Linked DNA regions of Mus musculus: all the other regions are linked to region 5. The links are chromatin contacts, called in public HiChIP or PLAC-seq and promoter capture Hi-C maps. All regions are on one chromosome and are shown on one strand. Each heading gives the region's core, a stretch centred on a gene start, on an enhancer-like site or on the middle of the called end of the contact. The rest is flanking DNA. Distances are from core to core; before and after follow the strand shown.

Evidence for each region. Promoter capture Hi-C pulls out the DNA fragments that hold promoters and counts their contacts. HiChIP or PLAC-seq counts read pairs in DNA pulled down with a chosen protein or histone mark.
Region 1: a promoter capture Hi-C map of pre-B cells shows a contact between it and region 5, with 2.7 times the contacts expected there. The contact joins the promoter of Mmd here to the promoter of Akap1 in region 5. A contact is called at or near these places in 2 of 39 promoter capture datasets (hippocampal neurons and pre-B cells).
Region 2: an HNF4G HiChIP or PLAC-seq map of pancreatic cancer cells shows a contact between it and region 5. The contact joins the enhancer-like site here to the promoter of Akap1 in region 5. A contact is called at or near these places in 5 of 39 promoter capture datasets (the 3T3-L1 cell line, frontonasal cranial neural crest, hippocampal neurons and 1 more) and 1 of 115 datasets of contacts at active chromatin or transcription factors (pancreatic cancer cells).
Region 3: a contact with region 5 is called in an H3K4me3 HiChIP or PLAC-seq map of embryonic stem cells, with 4 times the contacts expected there. The contact joins the promoter of Mks1 here to the promoter of Akap1 in region 5. A contact is called at or near these places in 4 of 39 promoter capture datasets (the C10 cell line, the HPC-7 cell line, cranial neural crest and 1 more), 2 of 115 datasets of contacts at active chromatin or transcription factors (embryonic stem cells and large pre-B cells) and 2 of 9 other capture datasets (adipose tissue and embryonic stem cells).
Region 4: a contact with region 5 is called in an HNF4G HiChIP or PLAC-seq map of pancreatic cancer cells. The contact joins the promoter of Trim37 here to the promoter of Akap1 in region 5. A contact is called at or near these places in 1 of 39 promoter capture datasets (cranial neural crest) and 1 of 115 datasets of contacts at active chromatin or transcription factors (pancreatic cancer cells).

The regions. Positions count from the first base shown.
Region 1 is chr11:90,248,143-90,250,842 of GRCm38.p6, forward strand. Mmd (monocyte to macrophage differentiation-associated) reads left to right here and starts at 1,334. Exons shown (of 7, transcript NM_026178.2): 1 at 1,334-1,593. The coding sequence starts at 1,568.
Region 2 is chr11:87,638,169-87,640,868 of GRCm38.p6, forward strand. It overlaps Hsf5 (heat shock transcription factor family member 5), which reads left to right. Exons shown (of 6, transcript NM_001045527.1): 5 at 1-76. Among named protein-coding and RNA genes, the nearest start is that of Hsf5, 22 kb to the left of the region's middle. Within about 2 kb of position 1,268, at least 286 of the 459 cell types and tissues checked have an H3K27ac peak or open chromatin away from gene starts, as enhancers often do. A contact at or near this core is called in liver and pancreatic cancer cells, where this site is marked.
Region 3 is chr11:87,851,825-87,854,524 of GRCm38.p6, forward strand. It overlaps Mks1 (MKS transition zone complex subunit 1), which reads left to right and starts at 1,391. Exons shown (of 18, transcript NM_001039684.3): 1 at 1,391-1,505; 2 at 1,913-2,022. The coding sequence starts at 1,426.
Region 4 is chr11:87,125,723-87,128,422 of GRCm38.p6, forward strand. Trim37 (tripartite motif-containing 37) reads left to right here and starts at 1,353. Exons shown (of 24, transcript NM_197987.2): 1 at 1,353-1,772. The coding sequence starts at 1,752.
Region 5 is chr11:88,863,226-88,865,925 of GRCm38.p6, forward strand. Akap1 (A kinase (PRKA) anchor protein 1) reads right to left here and starts at 1,361. Exons shown (of 11, transcript NM_001042541.1): 1 at 1,172-1,361. All of the region lies in intron 3 of 4930556N13Rik (RIKEN cDNA 4930556N13 gene), which reads left to right.

The DNA.
Region 1 (2,700 bases), core at 84-2,583, 1.4 Mb after region 5:
TCCATTTCTCTGTTCCCAGAAATGTAGTTACTCGTAACCCCCCCCCCCCCCACACACACACACTGAAGAACAATCCAGTCCTCCTCTATTGGAGCCGATTGTCCTTTTAAACCAAGTGTGCAGCTTTGGAATGGAAAGATCACTCCCGAGTCTTCATTTTTTTCCTTCTGGCTGACTAATTTTCCATGCTGTCTCTAGACACACACACCACATTTTCTTTCTACATCCTTTGGTAGGCACCTACACTAATATAATAACTTGGCTATTGTAAACAGTGCCACCTTTCAAAGCCTTGGCCTCCATACCTGTGAAATGAGTAACATAATTTTGAACCTAAGGATTCCTTCCAAGATCAAAGCAATTGTTGTGGAAAGCACCCCGGGGCACTTAAAGAGAAGGACACTAGAATGGTGGGTGAAACCATTCCCCGGCATCCCCCCATCTTTCATTCGTTTCAAAAAGAGTAAATACTGCTTCGAAGCTGGCCCTAAGTCCCTCAAGAAGGTGAAGTTTGAGGAGTGGGGGATGTGTGTGGGCAGGTTTCCTGGATGGGAGCACACCTGGATTTCAGGAGTGATGCTGACAGGTCCTGCACATGTCAATTCCTTTTTTCCAGTATTCTTCTGAGTGTATTCACTACCTCTTATCTCTTCTCTCCCTAGGATCTGCTCTTCTGGCAAGTCCTTTTAGCTTTACAGAGGTTTAGCAAAAGGGGCCGATTCAAGTCTACTCTTTCCTTGGAAATTTCTTGGGTTAAAAAATAGAAAATAAAATGGAGGACGTAAAAAGATCTCTCCAGAAGAATCCCCCTGGAGAAATTCCAATCTCTTCTTTATAGGACAGCCGTGTTACTAATCCGTCTTTACACAGCGTAAAAGGTGAAGAAATAAATGAAAGGAAGGACGCAGAAATGAATGAAGGCTGGATAAACGATATGGGGCCAAGATTAGAAGGCAGAGATAGATTCTTGCTCGCTGCCACTTCCGGCACAGCTGCTTCTAAGATTGTGGGCCATCTCCTACACACCGTTGTTCCTTCCTCTCTGTTGCAGCTCACACGCTCAAAGCTTTAATGCAGAGCACCGCCCTCCCAGCGCTCCTCCCCTTTCGGCTAGCCACACCCCTCGGCTCTGAGGTTCCGCCCCACCTACCGAGCTTCAAGGGAAATGAATGGCAGCGGAGCCCTGCGCCGCTCCGGACACTGATTGGCCACTGGGCGCGGTGACGCGCAGGTGGCTGCGGGCGCACGCAGCGAGAGCAGCGGGCAGGGGCGGAGCCGGGCTCCGGGGCGGGGCCCAGGCACCCGGGGGCGGAGGAGCCAGGGAGGCGGGAGGCGGGAGGCGCCGGGGCCGTTTAAGCGGCCTCCCTCCCGCCCCCAGGCGCCTGCTCTGGCCCGGGCCCTGTGCTGACCGACCCCCGGTGTGGCCCACTCCGGCCCTGCCCAGTTGCGTGGCTCCCGCCTGGCACGCCAGCGGCCTCGGAGCAGCTCAAGCCCATGAGGCCGGCGCGCCCTGCCGCCGGTGCAAAAGAGACGGAGCTCCCGGCCCCCGCGGTGGAGCGGTGGATCAATGCGGTTCAGGAATCGATTCCAGCGGTGAGAGTTCTGCGGGGAACGTGCTCCGTCCCGGGGGATCCCGAGCCCTGACGAGGACCGGCTCCCGGGAAGACTCGCAGTTCTGCGATCCCCTTCCTCCAGGCAGCTTGGGATCTGTGCCCCGGGACCCCGCATCTGCTTTGCCTCCTCCATCCGCTTGCAAACCTAGCTTGGCCCTTGAGATCCCCATCCAGACACCGCTGCTGCTAGCTTCTAGCAGACTACTCCAGCCTCAGAGCCCCCTCCCCACGACTCCACTCAGGGCCTCCACCCTTATACAAACCCCAACGTGAGGTCTCTTAAGGCTGCTGCAGCACCCTGTGGCGATGTTTGTCTTACAGCGGGTAGGAGGTCTGGCCTGAGCTTTTTGAGGTGTTTTGTCGGTGGTTGGCCCTAGAGACAGGGAAACTGAGGCACGCTTCTCTAGGTCCAGCTTTCCTGATGGTGTCCGGAGGGGTTGTGTGTCTCGGGCTAAGAACCTAATGGTGTGCTATTTGGGGGATTTTTTTTTGGCAGGGGCAAGTTAGCATTCAGGTGGAGAGACATGCCTTTGAGAAACCTGGTTTTAGGAAATAGGGAGAAAGAACGGAGGAGGCGCCACCGGAAGGCGGGTTGTCTGCTCTACACTAAAGAGGTGGTAGGGTAGCCCGACTTGAGGGACATAGTGTGGCCCTTCTCTCCCGGGTGGATTACCTGCGTGGAAGGAATGATGAAGGCTGCCGACCTATTGTTCCCAAAGAAAGCTCTGGGCTTTAATGTTTCTAAGTGGGTGAAAGTTCACCCATGGGGTTTCTGGTAACTCCATCCCTTTGTCTGAGCCTGGCAGCCATACCCATTCCCAGCCCTTCACCACCAACAGGGTAGCCTAGTGTGATGTACCAGAGAATTCAAAAGCAGAAATGCTTAAAATCTTCCGAGCAGGCTATTGAGTTTGAAGTGGTCTTTCTTTTTATTTTAAAATGTAAACACACCATTTAGTTTTCCTTTCCCTTCTTTCCCCTGTTCACTCATTAATGCTTATCTCATTTCTTCCAGTCTCAAAGGGTAAAAGAGCCAACACAACATGCACAGGATGAGGGTGGTCTTTGCGCTCAGTATTGGGGGAGA
Region 2 (2,700 bases), core at 18-2,517, 1.2 Mb before region 5:
TCTACTAAAGACACAGGTTTATCCACTCCAGCTAGATACAGAGAGCGAAGAAGCAACTCACAAGGAAAGTCCCCTGGTAAGGATGAAATAGTTTTATGCTCTAGAATGTATAGCTCTAAAATGCTAGGAACTGAACCTCGGGATGTAATTCATATATGAATGATATTTTATGTATCTTTATTATTTATAGTCATATTATGTCTCTCATGTTGTTTTATATAATTGTAGTTTAAACTAGTATTCATAGCTACCTTTGAAATGCATATAAAATAGTTGTTTTCCTAACAGTGCATATAAGAACATGAGGTTTCAGAGGACTTGGGGAGACGACTCAGCAAGGAAAAGTGCTCACTGCTCAAGTGTGAGGGCCTGAGCTCCACTCTCTGTTCAGTTAGGGGTTTCTTTGTGTGGTTTGTTTGTTTGTTTGTTTGTTTGTTTTTGACTCAAGTAGGGGTTATTATTTGCTAAATTTTCTGAGACTGGCTGGGCCTTGGGTGCCTTCTTGGTGCTTAGAGCACTCGAACAAGAGGTTACTAGGAGCAGGGGGCAGGGGTCTGAAGCCACATTCCTACTGTGAGGAGCTGGGGGTAGGTGTCTCTGTATTTTTAACTCCTCCTCTCTCCCCAAGTGAATATTCAGCATTGCCAAAGATCTGCCCAGGAAGCAAAGTAGCCTAGTTTATCCAAAGGCTGAAATAAGTGAGCTTAAATAATCACATCACAAAAGGCAGCTCATTGGGAAGACTGAGACCATCACTTGGAAATAAAGGGGGAGGGCATACAGAAAGGGTCAGAGCACAGTGGAGAGAGGATGAGCTGTAAACACAGCAGCTACACCATAGATCTTAGAGGATCAGGCTCCCGCACACACAGGCTTTATAATACCAAACAGTCTATTTGTTCACAATGTTAAAGGGCACCTAGAAATAGCTATAGTAAGGGATTGAAAGTTGTCTGAAGAATGAGCCCAGAAAGGCTGTGTCCGAAGATGGCCTGCCACTCAGGAGAGAGGAGCTGCTGGGCCTTCCTGTTGACCACTGTTTTGCAAAAAGTGCAGAAAGGGTGGTAGCGCTAGTCGTCCGCTGTCGCCGGCTTCCCGGTGGCCGCTCTCCCGGTGGCCCGGCCCGGTCACGCTCGCTGCCTGTGTGCCTTCGTCGTGGTCTGCTCTGACCCCGCTGTTCTCGCTGCGATCATCGCGCGGGCTTCTGCAGCCCTGCCCTGGCCTTGCCACCTCCCTAGCCTCTAAGGAGGCGCGGCCTGGAGCTCCGGTTCCGCAATGCCGCGCGGAGGCGGGGCCTCCATTCACCTTTTTAAAAGCTGAGCCAGTCCACACTGTACTCTAACTCTAGAGCTGATTGCTGGGGCTCACTGGCCACCGGCCTAGTTCCTGGTTCCTGAAGACCCCTGCCTCTTATTCAAGGAAATAAGGTGGAGAGTTGATAGAGATACCTGGAGTCTTCCAGTCCCGGTGTGAATGCATGTGCATTCCCCCTTACACCTCCACATATTCACAATAAACGAATGAAAGAATTGAACCATCAAAATATTGAATATATTAAAGAAAAGTAAAGAATTTAGATTAACTTAGATAAGATGAAGGGTAACTTAATAATCATCTTCAGATGCTAAGGATTTTATTAACAGATAACAGAGTACATATTTATTTGTGATACAAGAAGATTAATGACACCAAAGATAGTGCCTTAAGCACATTATAAATACACTTTAAGGCATGAATGTGTATAAGTGGCATGTTTTTGTATGTGTGTGCTATAGGAGTCTGGTTATCTATTGGACACCGGAGCACTTGTAAATGGTTCTTTGTTTTGAAATGGGCCCATCCCAGGCCACCCTCAGACTCAGGCAGTGATTCTTTTGGGTCACCCTTATTAATATGCAGGCGCATAGTGCCATAATCAGCTTTGAAACCTCCCTCTTAATGACTTGAGTACATTTGTATTTTTTAATCTAAAAAATTTCTAATATTCAAATCAAGTCACTGTACTCTGCTCCAAACATTTTTTTCTTTTCTTTCTTTTTAGACAGGAGCTTACTATGTAGACCCAACTCACCTGGAGCTAATTGTGTAGCCCAGGCTGGCTTTGGCTTCATCATCCTTCTGCCTCCCAAGTGCTGAGATGAAGGATATGAACCACCAGTCCTTGCTTACAATGGCTAATGTAATATTCTCAAATTAGCCAGATGCAGTGAGCGGCTCACTCCTGTAATAGTAGCAATTGGGAGGTTGAAGCAGGAAGACTGCTACTATTATTATAGATGAGGGCTAGCCTGTGCTGCAGAGTGAACCCAGCTCAACACATGAAATGCAGTTACCAATATAACTTATTGGTAGAACACTTGCCTAGAACCACTAGAGAAAAACAAAACCTCAAGTTAAAGGTAATTCAGATTATTGCAATAAAGGCAAATTAATTAATCAAATTAGTCACCTATATTTTAAATATTAAGAACTTCTTTGAGAATTTATTCAAAAAACATGAAGAGAGTACTCAGGGGCGGTCACAGTGATATACATCATACTCCCAGCACTTGGGAGGTGGAGACATTGTGAGTTTGAGGCCAGTCTGGGCCACAAATGAGACCCTGGCTCAAAAACCTTGAAAGAAAACAAAAATGGTGCTCGGACTGAACCTCTTCCTTCAAAATATCTTTTGACTAAAGCTGTCTTGTGAGTTTCCGT
Region 3 (2,700 bases), core at 141-2,640, 1.0 Mb before region 5:
GAGGGTTACAGGCAATACAAATGAAAAATGAGTAGGTGCTATTTGTGGTGAGTTCTTAGTGCACACAATGAATAGTTAGGTGCTCATGATTTCTCTGCTCTATAATCGGATGGCCATGAAATGTCCCAGGCCAGGCAACAATTGCTTATTCGGATGAATAAGTAGCAACCGTCAAATACTAATTGTCAATATTGATATTGCCAAACTGCCGGAATTAAACTTATACCATCTTTCCTTGGATGTGCCAGTGAACCATGACTTCTGAATGTCACTCTGGTGGTTTTTCAGGGGCTGGCTCGGAGTCTTAACTGGTTAATAATCCAGAACCAACATGCCCCAGGGAAAACACCCTTTCCTTCCTTTCTGCTGGCTTCCTTGTTTTTTATTTCTCTGGCTCAGTGCATACCAACAAAACTACTAATATACCTGCCCCACAGGTTTTTTTTCTTCCAGGAATGTTTTCTTTCTTTTTTTCTTTTTCTTTCTTTCTCTTCTTCTTCTTCTTCTTCTTCTTCTTCTTCTTCTTCTTCTTCTTCTTCTTCTTCTTCTTCTTCTTCTTCTTCTTCTTCTTCTCCTCCTCCTCCTCCTCCTCCTCCTCCTCCTCCTCCTCCTCCTCCTCCTCCTCCTCCTCCTCCTCCTCCTTCTTCTTTCTCTTTTCTTTTCCTGTCTTTTCTTTTCTTTTTCCTGAGACAGGGTTTCTCTGTATAGCCCTGGCTGTCCTGGAACTCACTCTGTAGACCAGGCTGGCCTCGAACTCAGCAATCTGCCTGCCTCTGCCTCTCAAGTGCTGGGATTAAAGGCGTGCGCTACCACTGCCCGGCTGTTTTTTAATTTTTGTTTGCATGTCCTTTTAGTCATATCCACCAACTGTTTAGGCCTGAGTTTTCTCTCCTTAAATTTTTTTAAATTTATTTTATGCATAATGGTGAACATGTTTGTGCAACACATGTGTACTGTAAGGCGGCAAGGTGTCTGACCCTTTGGAACTGGAGTAGAGACAGGTGTGAGTGGCCATCTGGGCCTGCTAGTTCCTCTGAAAGTCCAGTCACTAACCTCTTAACCACTAAGCCATTTCTCCACGCCCCCTAGGCCGAAGTTTTCAAATGTTCAGTGGAAGGCAGTGTTTGATCAGAAAGTAAGGACTCAGGTCACCTGGTTCTGGCCACCATCACCATTTTTGCACCTAAACAAAGTAGCTGATGGCGGTTTTCTCTTTTGTGCAGTGCACCAACTTTCACCTTGGGTGGAGGTGAGCTTTACTCACACAGGACAGCTGAGGGTCCCGCTGCCAGGCTAGGGACTGGCTCCCGCAGACGTGGAGAGCTGCGCGCGCAGCGCCTCCCTTGCCTAAGAAGCCAGCGTCTCCGTTGCCAGGGGAACGAGGCACCACGCTTTCCGGCGCGGTCGCAGCGCGAAGCAGCTGTCATGGCGGAAGCGGTCTGGAGCACTGACACCGGCGAGGCCGTGTATCGCTCCCGGGACCCCGTGCGCAACCTGCGCCTCCGGTAGTCACTCGACCCCAGTTTCAGGGCCCCCTAACTTTATGCTCCGAGGCCCCCTAACTTTATTCCACCCTAAGCTTTTAGATGCTCAGAGGCCCCTACTTCCGCTTACAATCCCAACTACTTCCTCTGCCATCTCTGCGCGCGTCTTGTTATCAGGATCTTTTTCCACTGAAAGCTTCCAAGTACACCTTTCAGATTCACCCTGCCCAAGTCCCTTCAAGTTCTCGCCACTTTCAAACCCCTCGGGTCCCTGTGCTGATTTATCCAGCAGACGCCCCTACCCACCTCTTCTTTGCAGCAGCCTTGACTTCTCTGCCTCTGTGATTTCTTTCCCCGATTCATGCTCTGTATATCTCCTTGCTGTGTGTCTCTGACACGCGTATTTGGGGCTTCTCTTCTCTTGACAGAGTTCATCTGCAAAGAATCACATCAAGCAACTTCCTTCATTACCAGCCTGCTGCCCAGATGGGGAAGGACCTCATAGACTTGGCCACTTTTAGGCCTCCGCAAGCTGCTAGTGGGTGTTTGTGATGACGCTACATTCATTTGAGACTAAGGCAGGGGTGCGGGGCAGTAGAGGTACAGAGGAGGAACGGAAGGCTCAGAGAGGTTGAGTTTATTGCCCAGTGTCACCTAGCCGAGGAATATAGAAGCATTTGAATGAACCTGGGCAATCATCTTTTTAATTTTTTATTATTTATTTATTTTTTTACATTGTAATTTACTTTTGTGTGTGTGTGCACGCCCATGCCACAGTGCGAGAGTGAAGTTCAGGGGATAACTTTTGCGAACCAGTTCAGTTATCTCTTCACCAGATGAATCCTGGGGCTTGAGCCATCTTACCCGAGTTGTGACTTGGGGGATGGGGAAAGGACTTCTAAGAGAAATATGTTCCAAACTCCAAATGTATGTATAAATACACTTAAAAAACAATTTTAAAACAGGAGTTTGCACGAAAATATGATTTTTTCCTCTTGCCTTGAAAGCCAAAAGAAAGGACAGGACCGTCGTGTTTGGCCAATAATTTTTCATGCTTTTGTCATTGTTCTTTCTACTCAGAAATATTCTTAGGCAAAAAGGGTAGCCTGGCAGATCACAAATCATGCATCTTGTGTTTCTGGATGATTCGGTGGTGGTTTCAGAAAAACATCAGGGTCCTTATCTAGCAAATTCAGCCAGGATTGAGGAAGGGCTG
Region 4 (2,700 bases), core at 103-2,602, 1.7 Mb before region 5:
TAGGTCAGTGCAGGTGACATGGGAACATCAGCAAAAAGGTACAATTCAGGACACGTTAGTAAAATTATTCTGCAACTATCAGCCTGCATCTAGTTCAAAGACCATAAGTGGTTTGAAATGAAAGCCTTTTTTGCTTTTGGTTTTTCAATACACGGTGTCATTGTGTATCCCTGATTGTCCTGGAACTCCACCTGCCTCTGTCCCCCAAATGCTGGGACTAAACGAGTGCTCCACCATGCCCAGCTTGTGAAAGCATATTCTATCTCTACTTAATTAAATTATGTGTGTGTAGATTATTTTGGGTTATATTAATATATGTGCATGTGAGTGTGGGTGTTTTAGGTGGGCAGAATGGAGTTGGAGTATAGGCTGGAGACCAAAGGCAGGGTTAGAGAGTGGTCCTCCCCCGGAGTAGCAAGTATTCTTAACCTCTGGGCCATCCGTCCTACCTCCATAAATCTTGTTTATAGTTCATATAATTTTTAAAAAATGTTGCTAGTAACGAAAAGATTCTTTCTAGATTATCAATTCTCTGGATTGGGTTCATAAATAACTTTGTAATAAGCTTAAGAGAAGAATTAAGATTTAAGTATTTGACCAACGCCTTTTGTCTCACATACCCTCAATTTCTGCACCCTAACTGGTCTCTTCTGGAAGGAATTTAGAAGCGATTCCCTAGACTCTTTGTTAGTCCCCATAGCAAAAACAACTCAAGCTGCAAGAAAGCCTTAGTCGGTGGGATGTGGATCCAATTGTCTCACCAAAATGAGAAGACGTGGTACCTCTCCCCTGCAATCCTTACTTCCAGGAAGCTTGGAGACTTCACTATACGTCCAGTCTATCATGAACTAAAGAAACCTTGTCTCAAAATAACAGGTCAAGAGAAATCGCCGGTCCATTACAATTGGAGCTTTCAAATGCATTTACTATGGAGGGGGACTAAGTTTTTTTTTTTTTTTTTTTTTTTTTAAAGCTTAAAGTCTGCGTTTCCTCCCAGAGGCGGAAAGCAAACACTAACCAAGCAAGAGTTCCCGGCTCCAGGGTCTCCTTAGGTGACCCACAAACAATGGGAACGCAAATAAGACTCTCCGTCCCTTCCTAATACTCGGGAGCGTGGCTTCTTCCAATTAGGACGCACCAAGGAGCCTACATCACTGGCGGTAAAATCTGCGAGGCGAAGGGCACCGCGCCGACGCCCGACACGCCTCCCCGCGGCACCGCCTCTCCAAGTCTCGTGTGCTGCGCGCACCGCGGGAACCGGGCGCCCGCCTCTCCTCCCGCCCCGCTCCGCCCCGCCCCTCCCCTCCCCTCCCGCAACGCCGAGTGCGCGTGCGCATCGCGTCCGCCCCGTTGCCGCGCCTCTAGCTGCCCTGGTTACCGTTGGTGTTTGCGAATTCTCTGTGGCGCCTGTTCCGCCCCGGACGGGCCCCGCGGCGGTTTTCACACGCGCGCGCCGGCGTCACGTGGGCCAGGGCTCCCACGCGGACGCAGGCCAGCTGCTGAGGCGGGAGGAAGGCGTTGCGGCTACCGCTAGCCCTTCCCTCTCCGCCCCAGGGCTGGCGCGCGGATAAAAAAAAATGGCGAAATGCGGGGTAGCCGGTGGGGAACCCGACGGGATGGGGCGCGGAGGTGGCACTGTTGTGGGAGCCTGCTGAGGTGAGCGCAGCTGACCTGGCGACCTCGGGCCGGCGCCTGACAGCGCAGACACGGACTCCGAGGGTCGCCGAGGGCCCCGCCGAGAGCCGGAGGCAATGGATGAGCAGAGTGTGGAGGTGAGGGGCATCACGGAGGGTGGCGGCTGGGCTCCTTTTCTATCCGGGGCCCCATGCGCTCGCCCTCCCTGTGGGAGGCAGCCTCTGCGAGTCGCGGAGAGGGAGGCTGGCCCGGCGGTAGTGCTTCCAGCCCTCAGCATGCCCGGTGCTGAATCTGTTCCGCAGTCAGGTGCTGCGGAGCTCCAGCGATGCCTTGGCACCTGCTCTCGTCGCTGTTTGCAGGCTGAGCCTTTCTAGAGCAAAATTGCAAATTCATCGGAAGGACTTGCCCTGCTTTCTCGCCACGACTTGCTCTGCATGATTAAACATTTTTTTCACCCTCAGCGGTTCATTTTGTAGGACACACACACCTCTCTCACACTCGACTGACTTAAAGACTAGTAGTTTCCAGCATTGATTCTTGTAAGATGATTTCATGATTGGGGTATTTCCATAAAGGCTAGAATCATCAAAACGATTGCTTGGGGGCTGGGGGGCGTGAACCGTTCAGAGACTAAAGTACTACATGATTTTTGCTTTTTAAAAATAAGGGATAACTTACTGAGCATTGCTCTTGAGATTAACCCAGTTCACCCCCATGGTTTTATTGTCTTCCCAAAGCCAGTTAAGAGTCCGCATCTCTCAGGACCTGGTCTTGCAGTTATGACCATCAGTAATTTTCTACTTAATTGCTCTTGTGAAAGTTGTGTGAAGGTTTTGTAAACTTTTCTTGGTTTTAGGAGGGTTTAATTTTTCTGGAATGGAGTAAAAATAGACGTGGGTAAACTTCCCTGTTTTCAATTTTTTTTTAGTTATTAACTTAATGTCAATAGGGACACTCGCATTTATAGTGGCTGCAGATTTTCAGGCTCACATAATTAGTTGATTACATCAGGACAGAAATTCAGATTCTGAATTAGTTTGCCTCTAATCACGATATCTTTACAAA
Region 5 (2,700 bases), core at 111-2,610:
TGGAAAGGTACTAGTTGCTCGAGGCATTTCCCGGAGGGAAAAGGTCCGGTTAGGCACAGGGCGTCTCAGAGGTCCCTTCTGCACAGCCCCTGACTATCAGCACCTTCCCTCCCGGAGAAAGGAAACAGGAAAAGATAGGACACAGCAGTAGTTGACACCAGAATGTAGGCTCCTTTACGCGTATGGAGGCTTCTCTACGCAGGTTTTTACCTATAACCCTGGCAAAGTCCCCCCATGACCCCTGCAAAGTCCCTCCAGATCACTGTCCTGGGACGGAAAGAAAGGTGGGGCGCGACACGTGACCCTGGACCTCCCCACCCCCGCAAGAAGTCAGCGGGCACCTCTAGCTAGAGGTCTCCCACCTCTTAGGACATGCTTATGGGGCCACAAACTCTAATTCCCTTCGGACACCCAAGCTCACGACCTCCGGATCCTAATTGGTCTTATGGTCTCTCCACCGCCAAAAGGTTTGGGACCTGTCTTGCATCCCATTCTCCCCGCTACAACGGCAGAGTCCGCTCCAATAATTCGCGGCACTGAACTCCAGGAATTGTGTCTTCCTGCTCCGGTTTGCCACCACTGCCGGGCCAACCCAGAGTCAACTGGGCCCAGCAGTTAGAAAGTTAGGAAGGGAAGGGGTCCCCAAGGACCTCCTCTCCCGCCTTGGGCACTGGGTCCTTGGCAGAGACCGCCCCAGTGCCTCCTCTCCACGCGTAAACTGGGTACACACGACCTTTGAAAAGTAAACGCTAGCGAGACTAGACGACCTTGGTTGGGACGCGCTCGGGCAGGCTACCCAGAAGGGTGAGCCAGCATTGGGAAAGTTGAGGCGCACCGGAGCGCCCGGGGAATTGCGCCCTCACCTCCATCCTAGAGGCCAGTGACGTGAGGGGGGATGGGAGGGGAAAGCAGCGGCTTAAAGCAGCGCCCCGAGCTCAGCGCACGCGATCTGTCAGCAGCAGCCCTGGGACCGGGAAAGACCAGCGGGGCGCGCGGGTCATCAAGGCACAGACCCGCCCGCTTGACAGCAGGCGCGGTGCACAAGGCTCTCGGTCCCCGGAGTACCTGGCGCGCGCGTCGCACCCTGCACCTGCACCCCAGGCTCCCCATCACCCCAACTCGTTCTCTCTCCGGGCCCGGCGGGCGGGTGCCCGTGCCAGCCGTCACTTACCTGCTCCTGGGCGACCGTCTAGGCACTCAATCCTCCCGCCACCGCCCCCTGGCCCCCCACCTAGTCCAGCGGCCCTGCCCCGCAGCGCTGCACGGCGCTTCGGCCGCTCCCCCACGTGCTAGCCCAGGCCGGGCGAACACAGAGACATTAAATACTGAGGACGCGCAACGACGTGCCCGCGGCGCGACGCAAGGCCCCGCCCCTCGCCCTCGGCTCCCTGGCGTGCCCCCCTCGCCCGCTCGCTCTCCTGCGCGTGCGCGCCATCGGCCGCTCCCTCCCCCGACTTGCGCGCGCCTCTCTCCCAGCTGCGCCAAGAGGGGCGCGGTCAGGAGCTCTCCGCTGACATCCCGGAGCTGTACGGGCCCGCCTTGCTGGCGCTCTCGCGAGAGTAACAATATTCACGGCGGGCATGGGAGATGGCCCCTACGTCCCACACTCGGGCTGGGGTGGGTTCCTGGTGTCTGAGTGCTCGGCACAATGAACTTGGCTCGCACGGGGTCTCTGCTTCTTCTCCGGGGAGAGGTGTCAGGCAGGTTCCTGCCTTGGGATGGTGCCTCTCCTGGAAAAGGTTGCTGAGGCTGGTGAGGGACGATGCTACATTGTTCCCCTTGCCTAGGAATCTGGCTTTCCCGTAACCTTGCGAGCATAGCATAGCTTTTCGAGTATAATAGGTGGCCATTGGTTGATCAGTAATGTGGATACTGTGTAGCCCTCAAGGGCAAGTTGATTTCTCATTTTCGCAACTTTAGTGATGTCGAAGGGGCTTTTCTCTAAATGATCTGGGGTTTTGCAAAGTTTGCCTTCGAAGAAATGGTCACCATGAGTCACTGCCTCCCCCAACGACTTGAGAAAACCAAACTACCTGCAGATAATTGTATCCGACGGAGGTTCCACTTGCCAACCAGCCCAGCTCTGATCCTTAAAACCTAGGCACTTTCCTTTACTTGCTTATTTATTTTGATATTCTGAGACTGTGTCTCATGTCTCACGGCCTCAAGCTGGGAAGTTCTAGGTTGACCTTGAACTCCTGATCCTCCTGCCTCCACCTCCCTAAGTGTTGGCATTACAGGGCACTTTCAGTGCACATTTTTTGAACGAAATATAGGAAAGGTACCATACTAAGAACCAACCATTACTTGGGAAAAATCTTCACTGGTGATCAAATGTGAATTTTAAGTTTTAAAAAGAGACTATGCATACTGAATATAATTTTGAGTATCTACTGTCTAACTCATTTATTTCTTTTTCTTTTTTTTTTTTTTTTTTTTTTTTGGTTTTTCGAGACAGGGTTTCTCTGTGCAGCCCTGGCTGTCCTGGAACTCACTTTGTAGACCAGGCTGGCCTCGAACTCAGAAATCCACCTGCCTCTGCCTCCCAAGTGCTGGGATTAAAGGCGTGCGCCACCACGCCCGGCTTCATTTATTTCTTGAGCCAGCACTTGGAAAGCTGAGGGAAGATTACCACAATTTCAAAGCACCCTGGGCTACAGAGTTGAGATCTCAAAGTACACAGCCCAAATTGTTTTTAAA